Linked DNA regions of Danio rerio: region 2 is linked to region 1. The links are chromatin contacts, called in public Hi-C maps. All regions are on one chromosome and are shown on one strand. The core of a region is the stretch at or near the end of the contact, and the rest is flanking DNA. Distances in the headings are between cores, read along the strand shown. Region 1 holds the start of LOC141379171 (a long non-coding RNA gene). Region 2 holds the start of cdk6 (cyclin dependent kinase 6).

Region 1 (5,997 bases), core at 2,323-4,822:
GTCAGTTTGATGTGGTTTTGACATGGAGGTGCCTGTTGTAATATTTTTCAGACAAGTGCAAAAAGATCTGAAAAATGTCACAATGGATGCAGCTTTTCTTTTGAACTTTTTAACAGGTTTGATTGGTTTTTGATGGATTTTGTTAATCTAATAAAATATTTAGTTTATGTATGTTTGTCTCTTGTGCACATTTTAGAGCAGGGTTAGGGGGTATTTACAACATATTTTCTAGCTGAAAAAGGTGAGACGTGGGCTGTGCATTTGGGAAAAAAATGTGAGATCTCAAAACGTGTGGAACTTGAAACACTACAAATTCTGCCTAACCCAAAAACAATGGGAAAGTAGCGCAGAGGAATGGAAAAATGCAACCTCTTATAGTGTGAAAATGTAAACCATGCAGCTTCAGGCATGACTAAGTACATTCACTGAAACTTCGCCACAGACCATCAGTCAAACACTGCATTTACAGAAAATTGTAGGAGGAAAAAAAACCCAGCAGAACATGACGTATGGCTGGAGCTTCAGCATGTAGTGCATTGGCGTAGGGCCGCGTGTACAGTCATAACTGGACGGGCGGAGGATTATCTCATGCTCTCACATGTTGTGGGATAAAATCCTGCCGTTGCGGGTGGGTAACTGACCGCTGAAAGTGCCAACCAGATTGCCTGACTGCAATGATAATGGAGAGGCGCGGAGCCTTTTCCTAGCCGCAAGAGAGAGGCACTGTAGGGGCTGAAGTCTGGATGTTGGCTCCTCGTGTGAGTTAGTGCTGAGCGTCTGCAGCTGGAGCTTTTGGCCTCTGACAGGAGGGACTTCAATGTGTTTCTGTTGGAAGAACAGGCTCTTATTGCTGGTGTAGGGCAATGACATGCAAAGCCTCACCTGCAAAATTGACTAGATACATTCACATGCGTGGAGTTTGAAGTAGAGTAGAATAGAATAGAATATTCTTAATTGACTAGGTATATCCACATGCTGAATCTGAAAGGAGCCTGGGTACCCCAGAGGTATGGTTTTTTTTTTTTGCAGTTTTGTTTTCACGAATGCACTAGAGGTGGCTGTGTATGTTTTTGAGATCTCAAATTTCACTCGCCATTTGTACCCGCTGTTCTAGCGTAAATACACCAGAGACCGCTGTCAAATAACAGAAGGACTGACTTACCCAAAACCCAACCAATAGTATTTTCAAAAGCACCAATTAACCCGCCCACCCACTTCCCTAAAACCAACCGGCAGTTTTATAAAGCAATCCAGATAAAGAAATTATTATTGTTATTTACTTATTTCTAAAATATTTTGCCTTCTGTTTTTGTCTTACCGACTTTCTGGAACTGTTCTTCGCCAGACTCAAACCTCATCGTCGAGGTCAACTCCTCTTTGTGTCTCAAGTCTGCCGACGTACATGCTGAGCTACTGGACAAACTGGTAACAGCCGGAAAGCCGTCTATATGGAGGTAAGCGGTCAGCTGGTAAGCATAAAAAAGGAACAGCGTCATACCGCCCCTAAGCATTCGCTTTAAAGACGAAAATCCAGCCATACGTACTTTTGGCTACATTCACAATCTCCAGTAATGAATATAGGGCTACTTTTTTAAAATGAGCCTCTGTTGTCCATTTGTAAGGCCTTTGAAAGTAGAATAGAAAAGAGTATTTTAAATTGACTACATTCTGTACAGCCACATGTGTGGCCTTTGAGAGTAAAATAGAATAAAAAAGAAAAGATTATTCTAAATTGACTAGATACATCCACATGTGTGGCCTTTAAAAGCTGAATAGAATAGAATAGAATAGAATAGAATAGAATAGAATAGAATAGAATAGAATGACTAGATTAATTCTTAGTTGAAAGTAATTTGAGGAAGTTAAAGAAAAAAATATACAGTATAAAGCCCCCCTGAATTATTAGCCCCCCTGTTTATTTTTGTCCTCAATTTCTGTTTAATGGAAAGAAGAGTTTTTTCAACACATTTCTAATCATAATAGCTTTAATAACTCATAATAACCGTCAACTTATCCAGCATATGTACTACACTACGGACAATTTAGCCTACCCAATTCACCTGTACCGCATGTCTTTGGAATGTGGGGGAAGCCGGAGCACCCGGAGGAAACCCATGCAAACGCAGGGAGAACATGCAAACTCCACACAGAAAAGCCAACTGAACCAGTCAAGGCTCGAACCTGCGACCTTCTTTCTGTGAGGCGACAGGACAACCAGGGCCGGAGCAAGCTGAACTGTCGTTCTAGGCAAAGGACGGTCACGCCGCCCTCAACCCCAACCCTCTATATTCTGTCGCCCTAGACGCGGATATAACGAAGGGTGCAGGTGGTGAGGGTAGTGTTGGGGACGCCGCCCTCTCTATTCTATCGTCCTAGACGCGGATAAAAACTGAGGGTGCGGGTGGTGAGGATATTGTCGCGGACACCACCCTCTCTATTATTCGCGGATATTAGGAGGGCGCAGGTGGTGAGGGTAGTGTCGCGGACGCCGCCCTCTCTATCCTGCCGCCCTAGAAGCGAACTGAGGGCGCGGGTGGTGAGGGTCGTGTCGCGGACACCGCCCTCTCTATTAGTCGTGGATATAACTGAGGGCGCGGGTGGTGAGGGTAGTGTCTGGGACGCCGCCCTCTCTATTAGTCGCGGATATTAGGAGGGCGCAGGTGGTGAGGGTAGTATCGCGGACACCGCCCTCTCTATTCTGCCGCCCTAGGCGGCCGCCTAGGTCGTCTCTATGGATGTGCCCGCCCTGAGCACAACCTACTGCTTCACTGCGTCGCCCTTGACCTTAAAATGGTCCATATAAATAAAACCATATTAAAAAATTAATAACTGCTCTTATTAAGAAAAACTTTTATCAGACATACTGTGAAAATTTCCTTGCTTTGTAGAAATATTTACAAAAGAAAATCAAAGGGGAGCTAAGAATTCTGACATCAATTGTATATATATATATATATATATATATATATATATATATATATATATATATATATATATATATATATTTTTTTTTTTTTTTTTTTTTTGAAATGGCCCCAAACACAATATATTTTTTTATTATCTGTACTGTTATTAGGTCTTAATATACATTTACATTTAGTCATTTAGCAGACGCTTTTGTCCAAGATGACCTACAAGTCCTATGATGCAGTAATGTTACATTTTGGGCTTATAAGTGGATAATTATTTTTATGTCAAGCCTGATAAAATCTAAACTGTTCTGTCTGAAATATAAAATATCAAATTGGATATAACGCCAAGCTCATTCCTTAAACTGAGAATTTAGGTATCAGATATTCATTCAGTAAAGAAATGCTATATCATGCATGCATTATTCGCAGTGGGTAGTGCTGTCATCTCACAGCATTCCTTCTGACAAGTAATCTGCACATTTACGGTGATCAGACATCTTCATATAATGTCCACTGCTCTGTATACCTGCTAAACACAACATCTCTCTCACACAACAATTCTACACATAAGCAGTACCTCATGTTCATGTGTGTGGGTTCAGACGGGACACTGGTTCCTCAGAGTCACCGTGGCCTCCATCCAGCCTCTTTTGGCTCAGGCAGCATCTTTCCATCCTGCACAGTGTCAGTTCAGAAAACCAGCCATCCAGACAAGTGTCAATGTGTGCAAACACTGCAAAAGAAACACAGAAAATTATTACAACATTAATGCTAATACAAGCACTCACATACCTAAAAGTGTACCTTTCTGTCAATAAACAGCAAATGACCTGTTGTATTGTGAAAAACAAACTAGATCTCAACAAACAGCAGTCATATATAGTGGTTCTGTAGCGCCCTCTTGCGGTTAAAGATTGGAGACACAGACTGATATATGGAGGAGACACGAGATGATCTTTTTATATATATATATATATATATTTGTCATTGGCGGTATCTTTTTTATTTATTTATTTATTGAATACAAGAATAATAACATCACTGCATTGAATAGAAAATACAATAACATAAAATAAGAAAGAAGACAGAGAAAAAAAAATAAACAGCCTCAATCATTAAGAAAAAAGATTGTCATAAGCTTTAAGAAACTTATTATTCTTATTATTATTAATAAGCTTAAGAGATTCAACAAAGGAAAGTATTAAAAATAGCTATTGTTTTTAGAAACTTATTTTTGTGTATAAAAAATTTACAGAGTAACACAAAAAAATTTACAATAAGATCGAGAGCATGATCATCATCCGAGAAATACAGAAATATATCTTTTATAGACAAATTTAAATTATACTTAAAAATGGATGATAAATAAAAAAATAATGTCATTCCAAAGATGTTTAATGTGAGAGCAACTATAGAATAAGTGAAATAAAGTCTCTTCATGTATATTGCAGAAAGTACACAAATTAGATATTTCAAAATAATTAGCAATTTGGGAATTTGTACGATAAACTTTATGCAATATCTTAAAATGTATTTCCCTTATTTTGTTGGATATGCTGAATTTTTAGGGTAATAACCATGCTCTCTTCCATTGAATGCAGTCAGAGAAGTTGGTCCAAAAAAATTTACATCTGACACGAGATGATCTTACCCAGGATAACAAGGAAATAGACGACAAATCATAAAAAGCTGTTAAAAGGGGTGTAATTACAATTTTTGACCACAAGGTGCCTCTATAATAACTCCATAATAAATCTACAGAGATTTTGCACACTTGATAATGTGAACATAACAAAATGATGAGACCTTGTAAAAGAGGAACAGTTTTGGACAAACTAACTTCTACCACGTTTTGTTGCGGTAATAATAAATACCACATGCTACCATCCATTACAGCCTAAAGAAAATCAATTTCTATATTATCAGATTATAATTTTGCTAGAAATACAAGAAAAGCATTTGGTTTAAAGTCACTCAGAAATGTCAACATTTAACAAAATATTTGAAAGCAACTGTAAAACAACACATTGAGTAAAGCATGCTGTTTCTAATACCCATATATTTACACTGTTCTTCTCTTTATTTAGCCTGCCAGCTTTGTGATCTTAAGATCTTGTCATGAATGTTTTCTTATGATGACAAATTGATATTTTTATGATCTTGACAATAAAACTTGACCTGTCGTTTAAGTCATGAGTCATAAAGTCTGCAGTTTTGGTTGAAACTTGTCCATATGCATATATAAAAACAAATGTGAATAAACAGCACATATGAAAGTATTTAATAAAGTTTTTATTCTAAATAAATGGCAAAAAATAAAGTGAGCTGGGAAAAAAGACCATTAAGAGTTTAAGTTTTTGATGAAATAAATAAAGATTTGAGCATCACAGACTTTATTTAAAACTTTATATATATATATATATATATATATATATATATATATATATATATATATATATATATATATATATATATATATATATATATATATAGTTGAAGTCAGAATTATTAGCCCCCTTTTGATTTTGATTTTCTTTTTTAAATATTTCCCAAATGATTTTTAACAGAGCTATGAGCTATTATCTATTAATCTAGAGCTATTAGCCCCTTTACCCTCGTTAACAATAAACCATCGTTATACAATAACTTGACTAATTACCCTAACCTGCCTAGTTCACCTTATTAACCTTGTTAAGCCTTTTAATGTAACTTATCATATATACAGAACTCAGAATAAATGAGTACACCCATCATAGATTTCTCTTTTAAGTGAATATTTTCTATAGGATGCTTAAAAATAATAATGCATTATGATTAGTCAGGTGCAGCAAGGTGGCACAGTGGTTAGCACTGTCACCTCACAGCAAGAAGGTTGCTGGTTCAAGCCTCGGCTGGGTCAGTTGGCATTTCTGTGTGGAGTTTGCATGTTATACACTGTAAAACCCAACAGTCCACTTTATAAATTGAATTGAGTGTAGTTAACTCAAAATGCACTGAAAGTTAATTTTACTCATTTAAAGAGTTTAAACTCAGTGTTCAAAGTGATGAGTTAATTAAATACCTCATTACTTCAAATTAAATGGAG
Region 2 (5,675 bases), core at 1,817-4,316, 39 kb before region 1:
TTATTCTGATCAATTGCTATTGTCATTCACACCATCTGTGTGGAAATTTTGTGATATTTTTGCTTTCTAGCAAGGAAGCAACACGTAGGAAAATTGTGCAATATGACATTATACAATGTCAAGATCTAGCTTGATCTAGATGATGACTTTAGCAGTTATTTCCACTAAACAAGACTGGAAACTTTATAATGAACATCTCTTTTTTTGTATAGATTTTAAAACATTAGTTTTTTTATTATTATAGTCTATTTATGTGCATATCCAAGCAGTTTTTAAAAAGTATAAAACAAAATGGTCATCTTTTTTGTGGAGAACTGCATTTTTTTGTGTGTGATTTAGTATGGCAGCCACTGTAATGCAACCTGTCTTGATTAAGATTGACATTTTCTATTGGATTATTAAGATTTGAATAATGAACTCTCTACACTTGAGTTATTTGAGTAACTGGAAACTGTGTGGTACAACAAAAATCCGCCAATGGAGGCAAATTCACCAAATGTATGCAGTCATCTTCAACTAAAAGAAGCATCTTGAGTTTCTCGAAGATCTTAGGGGACGTCCCTTCAACAGGGGTCGATGAGTTTGAAATGATGTGGCAGGAAATCACAGGCGTGACTTGTGTCTTTACTAATTGTTCACCAAACAACTTATCATGCCTATTGCTTTAGTTATGGATCATTTTAGGAAAGCTTTCTTTTTTTATGGGTAGGAATGTTTGATAGCTGCCAACATTTCTCAGATCTCCTGCAGATTAGAGGTGAACGTAACATGCCCAAACATTTTTAATGACTGACGGGGACAGGATTTCATGTTCAATAACCTCTGATATCAGGAAAAGGATATGTCAGCAGTCGTATTAAAAATATTGAGGGCCGGAGAAAGGTGCAGGAAATGAAACTTGCGATATGAGGAATAATGCTGTTTTCATTATAGCATCAGGCTTTTCTTAAAAACACCAGCATTTAGTCTCAGTCCTTTTAGCACTGGGTTGACTTTATAATTAACATTATATTTTGACTTGTCTTTCTGCAATCCTATGAAAGTCGTCATTGGATTTGTAGGAGTTTTTATGAATATATTAGAAAAACTGTATCTGTTTTAATGGAAAACATAATGGTTCTTTGGCTTTTTACTTGTAATTTATTCGTCTTTTATTGATGGCATGCCAAAAAACAATAAATCCTAAAGGAATATTACACATTGGAATTCATTAAAAAGTACTGGTTTTGATCATTAAAATGGAAATTGTATTGGTTTTAATGAAACTATAATGGTCATTTGGGTCTCTACAAGAATTCCCAATGGAATACGTAACAAAACATATTAGAATTCATTAAAAAGTACTGGTTTTAATTGCTAAAATGGAAATTGTATTGGATTTATTGGAAACCATAATGATTATTTGGGTCTCTTCTGGTCACTACAATAATTCACAGTGAAATATATAACAAAACCCAATAGAATTTATCAAAAATTACTGGTTCTGATAGTGTAAATGAAAATTGTTTTGTATTTAATGGAAACCATAATGATCATTTGGGTCTCTACAATAATTCCTAATGGAATATATAACAGAACACAATGGGATTAATTAAAAAGTACTGTTTTCGATTGTTAAAACAGAAATCGTATTGGTTTTAAATTGAAAGCATGATGGGTCATGATTGGTCAATGGATTACGTAAGAAAACACATTAGAAAACATTACCTACTGGTTTTGATGGTTAAAATGAAAACTGTATTAGATTTAATGTAAGCCATAATGGCCATTTAGGTCATTACTGGTCTCTACAATAATTCCAAAAGAAATATGTAACAAAACACATCAGAATTCATTAATAAGTACTGGCGTCCATCGTTAAAATGGAAATTGTTAAGTTTTAACCAGCATGGCCCACGCCAAATTTTAAGCTAGACTTAACTGTAGGGATGTAGGGATAAAAGTGATAGAAGAAGAGCAGTGGGATGAAAAGGAACAGGAGTAAGAGGATGTCTGGTAAACAGGAGGGTACAACCTGTATAATGTTCATAGTACATCCATCTGTAAATATCACCATAGTTTTTCTATAACTGCACTTAAACAGGTAAAACGTTTACCTGTATCCTGCACTTGCTGCTATTGCACTGCTGGTTAGACCTAAACTGCATATCGTTGCATTGTACTTGTACATGTGTAATGAAAATAATGTTGAATCTAATCTAATCTAAAAGCCCCGATTCAACTTACATGTAGGAGTAAAGAGGGTTATAGGATTGTGAATGGGAAGCGATTAATTGAAGGGAGAGAGGGTGGGTTTAAAAACCGAGAAGAACAGTGCTAGTGGGATGGTCTTCCTTAAATAAGTTTAAGGGAGTAGGTGATTGGTTAAGGAGACAAAGTGAGACTTGGTTCCGCCGCTGATCCTTTATTAACAAGTTAACTCCATTTAAATGATGGTGATTGGGGTCTCTACAATAATTCCCAATGGAATATGTAAGAAAACGCATGAAAACATTAAAATGTAATGGTTTTGATGGTTAAAGTGGAAACTGTATTGGTTTTAATGAAAGCCATAATTGTCCTTTGGGTCTCCATTGGTCTAAGATAATACCTAATGGAACTGGTCACAAAACATATTAAAAAGCATAACAAATATACTAGTTTTAATGGTTCAAATGTGATTGTTTCTTTTGTGTTAACAGTAGGCTATTTGTAGTGTAAACCTTTATAACTTCTGTGATGTTTTCTATAACTGCAAGAGGAATTATCACCTATAAACAAACCTAAGACATGTACAAACATCAAATACACATCCTTAATCAACAGAACCACCATTCCTCCTTTTATTATGATTTTTTTTTACCTGACAACATTTGGATGCTCAAAGGACTCGAGCTGCCTCAGCACCGCCACCTCGCGGATGGTGGACAGCGGCATTCCCTCTTCCTCAGTCTGCACCCGGACTCTTTTCAGGGCCACAAACCGGCCCCCGTTCTTCAAATCCCGAGCCTTGTACACCTTCCCATATGCACCTTCGCCGATCTCAGCCACCGGCTCATATTGCTGGGTCGAGCTCTCTTTGTCCATGTTTTTTTTTCACAGCGAGGATCTGCGGGGAATCCCGAAACGTGACGAGCGCGCGCGGATATTTCACAAAGGCATTATTGGGAGCGCGGCGCTGGCACGTGCACTGCCTGTAGAGCGCGAGCACAAAAGAGGCAGAGGTAAACACAAATGTGATCAGAGCTAAATCAAATCTTATCTAGGGCTTGAAGATAACGTACATAGTCCTTAAATCATAAATACAACATACACAAAGCTAACTCCGCCGCTTTTATGGCCAAATATCACAGATAGGCTTGTTAATATATCAACATCTGGAGTGCACAGTAATAAAGTGTGGGAGAATATGAGAAATGATGGTGTCCTGAAATCATTAAAAGGTCTTGTTAAAGCACACGTGCTTTCAGGCTTTGTATACTTCATACATTTTATATGACATGGAAAGCATCTTGGGCTAAAATGTCAAGTCAAGTGGTGCAACCACCTAGCAAAATTACTTGTGACACTATATATATATATATATATATATATATATATATATATATATATATATATATATATAGTATTTTAAATACAATTTTAGTCATGATTATGACTAATTTAGTTAACTTATTCAATATTTTTATTCAAAAAGACAATATAATCTGTTTATTATAAATTAATGACATTGACTCAATTATGATGGTCTGTTCTAGATCAGTGGGATCTACATGGGACCCTCTGTGACATCATTTCCTTTTTTTTTATAGCTTTTTTTGTAACAACAAAATGGCTTCCTGCAAAGTTGGTTAGACCACACTGACATTTAAATAAAATATTAATTCCCAACTTTAAACAACTGTAAATAAATCATACAGAATACAAAACATAAATAAAACAATATTTTACAGCTTCAGCACAGTTGTACCATTTTGTTGTAGTTGTTTATTATTTTATTTTAATAACCAAAATATTTCAAATTAAATATATTAGTATTTAAATTTAAACCTATGAAAATTTATAAAGACATTTGACAACAACCAAGTTAAAAGTTGTAATGTAAAGTGGTAATAAAAAGTCTTAAATGAGGATTTATTATTATTATTAGGCCTTATTATTTTCTAAATAACTCAACATATTCGCATGGTTAACCTATAGAGATTACAGGTATGTCAAAAATAGGCTTCCGACATCATAACTCTCTCAAAACCAACCGATAAAAATATAAAACATGCCCCACATTGTCAATAAAACCCAAACGGTTCAGAGTTTCCTACTGACAACCCCTGCTCCTCTTTGTGCCACACAGCCTTGAGCACGTGGTTGTCTACTGATTGCATTGTTTTAGCAGTGCGCATATCCATAAACGCAACCAAAAGCGCCCACATTATTCCCATCCACGTGAACGCGCAACTCTAACAACCCACGCAAAAAAACTGCAAAAACGCGTGAATGGTCAGTATAGTTACCCGGTTGGTGCTTATTCCGCCCGGAGAGTCGCGTCATTCATAAACTTCAGCAACTTTCCCTGCGTCTCCACACGCATCACAGCTCATGCAGCGTCCGCGCCACGGGCCACACAGGTAGTCGGATGGTGCACGCGCGAATAAGCCCCATCTCCGGCAGCACCAAACGGCACAGGGGATCAAGTGAAAGATCGTCCGATCAGCCCGTCTTGAGTAGAGCCGAATGCATGCATGCAAAATAAGCGAGTGATTTTCATCGATCCGCTCCCCCTGGAAGTTTTGCAGGAATACGCGGCGTGTGTGTGTGTGTGTGTGTTCGGTCCCCTCCTCGCTTTCCCACGCTGGCTGAATGTGGCTTGACCCCCTTCAGAGCAGTTTGACACAGAGCAGGAGCGTTTCCGCATTCCTCGTAGACTACAAAGACTCACCGCCTCCTCTTGCTTTCTCCCTGCCTGCTCGATCTGCACACCATTCATACTGCTTTTTTGTTTTTGTCTCGGTGTCAAAACGGGATCACACCGGGGGGATAGAAAGAGAGGGAGAGAGATAGAGCCGGGACGCGGAAGGTTATTGGATGTGAAGGCTTCTGCGAAAAGTTTTATGGAAATTAATAATAATCAATAAGTGCACTCATTGAATCGTGAGCGTCTCTTGTAAATATTAATGCAGCTTGTTCAAACTAGTTATTTAAAATGAGCTGAAACAACACAATTCTTGTCAATTTTTTGGCCAGTTTATTTGTTTTATGTTTATTCCACTTAAATTTGTAAACCATTAGGCCAACTTAACCGTTTTGTGTTGGGACAACATGAAGGAATTGTGTTAGTCCAGCTGCCTGGTTAGAGGATTTGTAGTTGCTTTAAGAGACGGAAATGTTGACAATAGAAGTAATCATCTGTGGTGGAAAGAGTACCATTACTTGCCTAAAATTTAGTGCAAGTATTAAAAGTACCTGTTGTAAATATTACTCAAAGTATGGGTAAAAAGTAGTCAAGTACTCAAGAGTACTGAGTATCCGCTTGTTAAGTGGTGACGTGTTACTGACGTATTTATACTGTTTCCGGGTCCAAGCCGCCACTCATTTGAGTGGAGAAATCATTCGTTTATGATCACATTTTATTCCTATCACACATGAAAGTTAATTGTATATAAAATCATAGTGTACATAACAATCTCTGGGCTTGCTGC

The links. A called contact is a pair of places that touch in the nucleus more often than the background predicts.
Region 2: a contact with region 1 is called in a Hi-C map of hematopoietic stem cells, with 2.8 times the contacts expected there. The contact joins the promoter of cdk6 here to the enhancer-like site in region 1. A contact is called at or near these places in 3 of 18 Hi-C or Micro-C datasets (caudal fin, hematopoietic stem cells and an unstated tissue).

The regions. Positions count from the first base shown.
Region 1 is chr19:42,838,421-42,844,417 of GRCz12tu, reverse strand. LOC141379171 (a long non-coding RNA gene) reads left to right here and starts at 650. Exons shown (of 3, transcript XR_012395214.1): 1 at 650-1,007; 2 at 1,346-1,454. Within about 2 kb of position 3,572, at least 9 of the 62 cell types and tissues checked have an H3K27ac peak or open chromatin away from gene starts, as enhancers often do.
Region 2 is chr19:42,876,848-42,882,522 of GRCz12tu, reverse strand. It overlaps cdk6 (cyclin dependent kinase 6), which reads right to left and starts at 3,066. Exons shown (of 7, transcript NM_001144053.1): 1 at 2,843-3,066. The coding sequence starts at 3,066.